Regions from separate parts of the Mus musculus genome. Here region 2 is linked to region 1. Evidence: chromatin contacts called from public HiChIP or PLAC-seq data. All regions are on one chromosome and are shown on one strand. Each heading gives the region's core, a stretch centred on a gene start, on an enhancer-like site or on the middle of the called end of the contact. The rest is flanking DNA. Distances are from core to core; before and after follow the strand shown.

The links. HiChIP or PLAC-seq counts read pairs in DNA pulled down with a chosen protein or histone mark.
Region 2: a contact with region 1 is called in an H3K4me3 HiChIP or PLAC-seq map of bone marrow-derived macrophages, with 6 times the contacts expected there. The contact joins two enhancer-like sites. A contact is called at or near these places in 4 of 115 datasets of contacts at active chromatin or transcription factors (T-cell acute lymphoblastic leukemia, bone marrow-derived macrophages, memory CD8 T cells and 1 more) and 2 of 9 other capture datasets (adipose tissue and liver).

The regions. Positions count from the first base shown.
Region 1 is chr5:122,144,123-122,147,687 of GRCm38.p6, forward strand. No RefSeq gene overlaps it. Among named protein-coding and RNA genes, the nearest start is that of Ppp1cc, 12 kb to the right of the region's middle. Within about 2 kb of position 1,434, at least 236 of the 459 cell types and tissues checked have an H3K27ac peak or open chromatin away from gene starts, as enhancers often do. A contact at or near this core is called in bone marrow-derived macrophages, where this site is marked.
Region 2 is chr5:122,667,228-122,670,955 of GRCm38.p6, forward strand. It overlaps P2rx7 (purinergic receptor P2X, ligand-gated ion channel, 7), which reads left to right. Exons shown (of 13, transcript NM_011027.4): 9 at 3,211-3,301. Among named protein-coding and RNA genes, the nearest start is that of Mir8115, 14 kb to the right of the region's middle. Within about 2 kb of position 2,009, at least 20 of the 459 cell types and tissues checked have an H3K27ac peak or open chromatin away from gene starts, as enhancers often do. A contact at or near this core is called in bone marrow-derived macrophages, where this site is marked.

The DNA of each region.
Region 1 (3,565 bases), core at 184-2,683:
TTTTCTTTATCCCTTCCTTTCTTTCTTTCTTTCTTTCTTTCTTTCTTTCTTTCTTTTTTTAACTTCTTATATTTTATATTTGAATCAGGGTCTCAATATGCAGCCCTGGCTGTCCTCGAACTCAGTCTGTAGACCAGGCAGTCCTTGAACTCACAGATCTGCCTCCCAAGTGCTGGGGGTAAAGGTATGTGCCACTGTACCTCATTCATACTTAGTTTCTAATGTGACCTACTTCTGGGAATTTAGACCCTAAGTGCAGCTCATTAGCAAGTCCTGTCCTGCCGGCCTCTGTCTGTCTCAGGCAGATGGGCAGGAGATCCTGAGACAGGGAGATCCAACAGGTCTGGGCCTCTTGATTCCCAACCCTGACAGACAATGATACCTGAGGCAGCAGCCAGACAGGGTAGATAGCTTTGTGTGTGTGTGTGTGTGTGTGTGTGTGTGTGTGTGTGTGTGTGTATGCTTGAAATCCCAGCACTCAGGAAGCTGAGACAGGAGGATCATACACTAGAGGCAGTGTCAATTATATAATGAAACCCTTTCTGAAAAAAAAAAAAAAAGAGCCGGACATGGTGGCGCACGCCTTTAATCCCAGCACTTGGGAGGCAGAGGCAGGAGGATTTCTGAGTTCGAGGCCAGCCTGGTCTACAGAGTGAGTTCCAGGACAGCCAGGGCTACACAGAGAAACCCTGTCTTGAAAAACCAAAAAACAAAAACCAAAAAAAAAAAAAAAAAAAAAAGAAAGAAAGAAAAGGAAAAAAAAAAGGTGGCGGAGAGAGCTGGGGATGTGGCTCAGTAGTGTGCTTGGCTGGTATGCAGAAGGTGCTGAGTCCCAATCCCTCAGGACCATGTAAACCTGGCGAAGTGGTGCATGCCTGGAATTCCATTATTTAAGAGGTGTAGGCAAGAATGAAAGGGCTCTCTAGTGTTTTTTAGCGAGGCAGAAGGTATGGGGAGAAGGGCAAGGCCTGCCAGAGCCATGCTTGCCTTGTGTAAGCTGGCTAGAGTCCCTTCAAGGAGGATCAGGAATTCAATGTCATCGTTGGCTGCACAGTTAGTTCAAGGCCAGCATGGTCTCTGTCTCTGTCTCTCTCTTTCTCTCTCTCTCTCTCTCTCTCTCTCTCTCTCTCACACACACACACACACACACACACCATAGAAACTACAAGAAATCATAAAGTAAGACTACCTCTGGGTCGAACTTTCTTTCTTCTATCTCAAATTTGCTGCTTCAATTACTGCTTCTAAATATTTCCAACAGGCAGCTGTTTGAGTCTGCAGAGGTGAAGCAGCAAACCCATCCAGCTTGGCCCTGTCTGCCATAGCAGACATTAGCAATCCATCATCGAACTCATTCACCCTGAGATGGGACTGCAGACCTCCTCCTCTACTGCTTGCTTAGCACCTATTGGAGGGGCGAGGGATTTTCCTTCCGTGTTTGAGAACTTTCCACATGGTAATCTTCTCTGTGCCCCACAACTCTTATCAAAGGCCCTACTCATGCCTGGACACGTTTCCCCACATCCTGTTAAGAAGGAACTGCTGCTGGCTCAGCGTTTGTAGAAGAAAGTCGGTAACGGCTCCATCGCTGGCCCCCGGTTCTCTCAGAACATTCTACTGTGGTAAGGACAGAGTGAAATAGGTTTGGGGAGCGATCATCTTTGTCAAGAGCATCTCCAAGGCCCCTATTTCCTCGGAGGAAATCAGTGCTTTGCGTTAAGACCTGGCACAAGCCAACTCCAGTTTTGGCAGAACGGAGGAAACTAGTGGCTGGTTGTGCAAGCAAGCTTGTCCTTCCCTGTGAAGAAATTAGACTCCTCCTCCCCCCCACGCTCCTCCCCCACGCTCCCCCCTTCCCTTCCTCCTTTCCCTTCCTCTCTCCTGCCTCTCTTCTTTTTCCTTCCTCTGCTCCTTCCCCCATCCTTTGCCCTTCTTCCTCTTTTCTGGATTGTCTCCCTCCTCCCTTCCTCCCTCCCTCCTCCCTCCCGTCTCCTCCTCCTCCTCCCCCACTTCCCTGGAGCCAAGCTCAAACCCAGACAGCAAGTCAGTGACTATGAAATCACAGGCAATTTCTAGGCCACCAGATGTGCAACAGATTTAGACTGAAACAGCTGGATAATCAAACAGCTTCCTGGTCCCCCACCCCCAAACATCCCCTGCCGGATGTCCTCCGTCTGCTGGAGGACACATGTGAACACTCTCAGCTCTCTGAGAGCGGTGGGTGCCAAGCCCCTTGTTCCATAAAACCCCAACAGCATCCTTTAAAGGCTCCTGTTGGGATTTTGTGCTCCGAAGCCTCCCACTCTCTTACCTAATCCAGCCGAGATGCCCGGTGCTGATGAAGCAACTTGGCTACCTTCCACGAGTGTCCCAAGATCTTCATATGACCTGGAGGGATGCCGGGAAGGAGGACGTGAAAAAGAGGAAGGAGGACTAAAGGAGGCACAGACTGCTGGGAGAGCCAGCCATACCCCTGGCCCCCCCTGTAAGAGAAACAGACAAGGAAGCCCCCAGGAGTTCCAAGCTCCTAAGACCAAACTCCCAGCTCCAGGGTCTAACCAGCCAGCAAGACCCCCAGATGAGGCAGGGCAGGGCAGTGAGCTCCATCTCAGCTCCCAGGACAAGTGAATAGCACTGAGCTCACACCCTCCCAGCTGCCCCAGGGCCCTCTGTACCTGTACTCAGCCTAGAGCTTCTCTCTGTCACTGAGGTGGAGGGGAGGAGGCCTGGATTGTACTGCAAAGCCAGGCTGGGAGGGAGTCCTGAGAAAGCTCTCAGCAGGAGAAAAAGAGAGACTCCTACAAATGGAGAAGGTTAACAGTAGGATGTTAAGGAACCAGACTCACATGCCTGAATTCCAGCATTCTGGGACCAAAGGCAGAAGAATGGCTATGAGTTCAAGACCAACCTGGGCCACAGCACCCTGTCAAAAACAAAAACAAACAAAACAACAATAAAAAACTGGTTTGTATGAGTGTCCTAGTCCAAGGTCCATGTATTAAAGGCTTGATCACTGGTCTTTGGAAACATGGAGAGCTACTGGGTCCTTTAAGAGGTGGAGCCTAGCCGGGCGTGGTGGCACACGCCTTTAATCCCCAGCACTCGGGAGGCAAAGGCAGGTGGATTTCTGAGTTCGAGGCCAGCCTGGTCTACAGAGTGAGTTCCAGGACAGCCAAGGATACACAGAGAAACCCTGTCTCAAAAAACAAAACAAAACAAAAGAAAAACCCCAAACAAACAAAAAAAGGAGGTGGAGCCTAGTTAGGTGGTGGCTATGCCTTTAATCCCAGCCCTCCCTCCTGAGGCAAAGGCAAGCAGATCTCTGTGAGTTTGAGGCCAGGATAACTAGGGCTCCACAGTGAGACCCTGTCTTGAGAATAAAAAAGGGAGGGTGGAGCCTTTTATGAGAAAGATCTTTGGAGGTGTATACTTAGAGAGGATGCTGGGAAGCCTGATCTTTTCCCTCTACCCCCCTTTTTCCCCCTCCATTTCATCTCACTCCCCAGCCACCTTCCCCAACCTCCACCCAGAACCTTCAGCTCTCCCAGCCAATAAAGTAGTTAGT
Region 2 (3,728 bases), core at 759-3,258, 520 kb after region 1:
CAAGACATGATGCTGCTCAGATGACGTTCAAGAATAGGCAAAACACGGCTGGAGATGGCTTGGTGGGCGGGGCACTTGCGGCCACGCCTAGTGACTGAGTTCAAGCCCCAGAATCCATATGATGGAAGGAGACAAACACCCCCTGTAGACATCCTTCCTCAGTTAGAACCATGGCATGCACACAGACAGACCCCACTTACTTGCACTCGAGTTCTCTCTCTCTCTCTCTCTCTCTCTCTCTCTCTCTCTCTCTCTCTCTCTCTCTTTCACTTAGAGCAATACTTTAAAAACGTAGGCAAGACTCCTCTATGAGAAGACAGAATAGTGGGTTCTGGGCTTTAAAAAAATAGAGAGTTTTCTGAGAAAAGTTTTCAACTCTCTTGAGTTGTTTGATGATACAGGTTTTCGCTTGTCAAAACCCATTGCCAGGCATGGCAGTATATGTCTTTTTAAGCCCAGCATGCAGAAGCAGAGACAGGCAAATCTCTGTGAGTTTGGGGACAGCCTGGTCTACATGGCAAGCCCCAAGCTAGCCAGAGCTACTTAGAGAGACCCTGTCTCAAAAAAAAAACCCTAAAATAAACAAACAAGCCCCCTCCCTGCTGAATAGAGCCTTTAAGACATACGCATTATAAGACATGCACATGGTATCTCAATAGAACAAGCAGATAAATTGAAGTATTGTGCGTCTAACGATGGAAAAGTGCTCTGAAAAAAAATTCAGCAAGATAAAGGGATGGGCAAACGTGGCCAGGAAAGCCTCTCAGAGCAGGCACTCCTGCAGACATGGCTCCCTTTCTTAGTGAAGAGAACAGGGCTCTGAGAAGCAACTTGTAAAATCTGTGAATGAATGCCTTTCGTGTCTACAGCGTGGACTAGCTGCTCTCCAAAAGCAGCCCTCATCACCAGCAACACAGTGAGTCAAAAACACACATTCCTGGGCCCAGCCTAGATGCTCAGCCTGTGTGAGACTGTATAGGGGCCCAGTCCATGACCTGTACTATCACAGGTCTCCGTGGGGCTCTGCTCTTAGCTCGAATTTGAATACTGCTGAGCCAGATGCCTGTCCTCAGAGCTCTATCCTGGATCCTGGGTCATGGGCCTCCCCTGGATGCTTGCTTATATGCTGAGGGTCATAGTGCCCTACCTCTCTATCCCGACTTAGCAAATACCATCACTGGAACAAGATCCCCTGGAGATTCCGGTTTTAGTTTTTGTTTCTGTTTTTGCATGTACAGAATGTTTTCAACTTTGTGATATTCTACACAAAGATCTGGGCTCTTCTTCCCGAGAAACTGAAGTATCTGACAAAAGGTTTACAACTTTTAATTATGCTGGGCTCCTATCCCATTACAACAGCACTGCTGGGAGCTGGAGATCAGCCCCCCTGAAGAAAGAGCATACAGCTTTTGTGATGTCACTGTCCTTGCCACTCCTTTCTGTCTTTATATGTCACTGGCATGCTTTATGCCCAGCCCCTCTGGAGACCCTTGACTCAACCTGCAAGCTGGCTGAGGCTTTCTGCCTCCTCGGGGTTGGTGAACTCTCATCCTGGGCTCAGGAAGAGGCTCTTAGTTCAGATATCTTTTTGATCATCCTTGCAGAACAATGTGATGTGCTGAATAGGCTATGGCCAGAATGAATGGTCCCCTGGCTGTCCTGGGCATTTTAATTTATCAAGCAGACAGAGCATGCAAGGACAGTGTACCAAGCAGACATTAGCTGTCATCTGCCGCTCTCAGAGCTAAACCTAAGAACATTCGGTCCTGGTAGGATCTGAGCTCTCCTGAGACCCGAAGGCACTGTGACGTCAGTATTCCTTTAGAATAAAACGTTAGCCAATTTGTTGTTGAATGAGCACCAGGAGAAAGCTTTGGACAAAAATAAATTATGGAGATCTGATAGGCAAGAGGACAAGTTGTTTTCAAAGAGCATCAAAAGAGAGAAGGAAATGACTGGCTATATGAGGTATGGGGGGAAAATATAGCTTTCTTTTTTTTTTAACAGGAAGTTTAAAAGTTCACATTATGTAACTTAGTCCTCAAGAAAAAGATTTATGGGAGCTGGGGAGATGGCTCGGTCAGAAAAGTGCTTGTCACGCAAGCGAGAGGACATGAGTTTGGATTTCCAGCATCCGTGCAGAAAACCAAGCCTAGTGGTGTGTGCCTAGAATCCCAGTGCCACACAAACAGAGACAGGGGGATTCCTGGGGCTCGCTGGCCAACTGGTCCAGACAAGCTGGTGTTCAGAAGGTTCAGAGAGAGAACAGGTCTGATGAAATAAGGCAGAGAGAGTGATTGAGGAAGATTCCTGATACAGACTTCTGGTCTACACACACACACACACACACACACACACACACACACACACACACACTAAAATGAAGAAGATACACTACAGAATGTCCTTTGGTGAGCGCCCGATTCCGTTGACTCACGTATGATACAGGGGAGATAAGATGCACTTCTTGGCTCCAGAACATGTTTGGGTACATATTAGTTTCCTTTGGTGCTATAGCAGATTACTATAAATTGCATCAGGCTGTAGACATTCTCTCATAGAGACTAGAAGTCTGAGCAGACCAGGTGTCAGAAGGGCTGTCGCTCTCTGAAGGTCTTCTCTTGCCTCCTCCATCTTTATCTGCTTCGGGAATCTCTTACCTCATAGCTGAACAACCTCTGCTTTCATCCCTGAAGGGTTGAAAAAAATAAATAAACCTTATAAATTAAGGTTCTCCACTTAATTTATAAGGATGCCTGCTTAATCATGGGATGTAGGACCTCCAGGAATCTCATCTTGAGAGTTTTATTTACATGTGCAAAAACTCTGTTTCCAAATAAGGTCATCATTGTGGTGCTGGCCTGGGGTTGGGGGGTGACTTGAGCCTATCTTCTTTCGGGGAGGACATTATTTAATCCATTATGTGAAGAAAAGCACCTTGTCCAGTGCCCCTCACCAACTCACCACCTGCCTGTACCAAGGTGGAGCTACTCAGACCTTCCGAAACCCCTCTTTGGCACTCATTCAGGTCCAGAGGCCCCTTTTTTGAATAGCCTTCCCCCACATAATCTTTGCCCTCCATTAAGATCTAGAATGGCATCAAGAGCAGACAAGGAAGACTGGAATGCCTACTAGTTTGTTCTTTCTCCCCATAAGACACCAGCACTTGTCAGAGAGGATGCTATAAAGATGGCTGCTTTTCTCCCACAGATATGCCAAGTACTATAAGGAGAACAATGTGGAAAAGCGGACGTTGATCAAAGCCTTCGGCATCCGTTTTGACATCCTGGTTTTCGGCACTGTAAGTCTCTCCTGGTCCCAGCATCTCCATCCTACCACTACTCACAGATATAGTGAGAAATGAACACTAGCAGTAGCTGTCAGTCATTGGCTCTGTGCTACCCACATGGGGTATGCTAGGAGGAGGAGATGTGATTGGGGGGTCTGCTGATGCACAAACCATCTGAAAACATAGAATGTGACTGAGGAAGAATTCAAAGATTCAAGCTTGCTTTTATTTTTCTGGGTCAGGCTTTCGCTGCATAGCCAGCTGGCCTTAGATTCTCAATCTCCCTGACTTATCCCTCTATATGTGTGGCACCACCACGCCTAGCTCTGCTAGTCAACTTTTCAAATACTTTAATACTGAACTGGGGAGATGGCTCAGTGGACAAAAGTGAAGACCTCAGTTCAGACCGCCAGAGTCCAGGTAAAAAACTGGGCGTGGC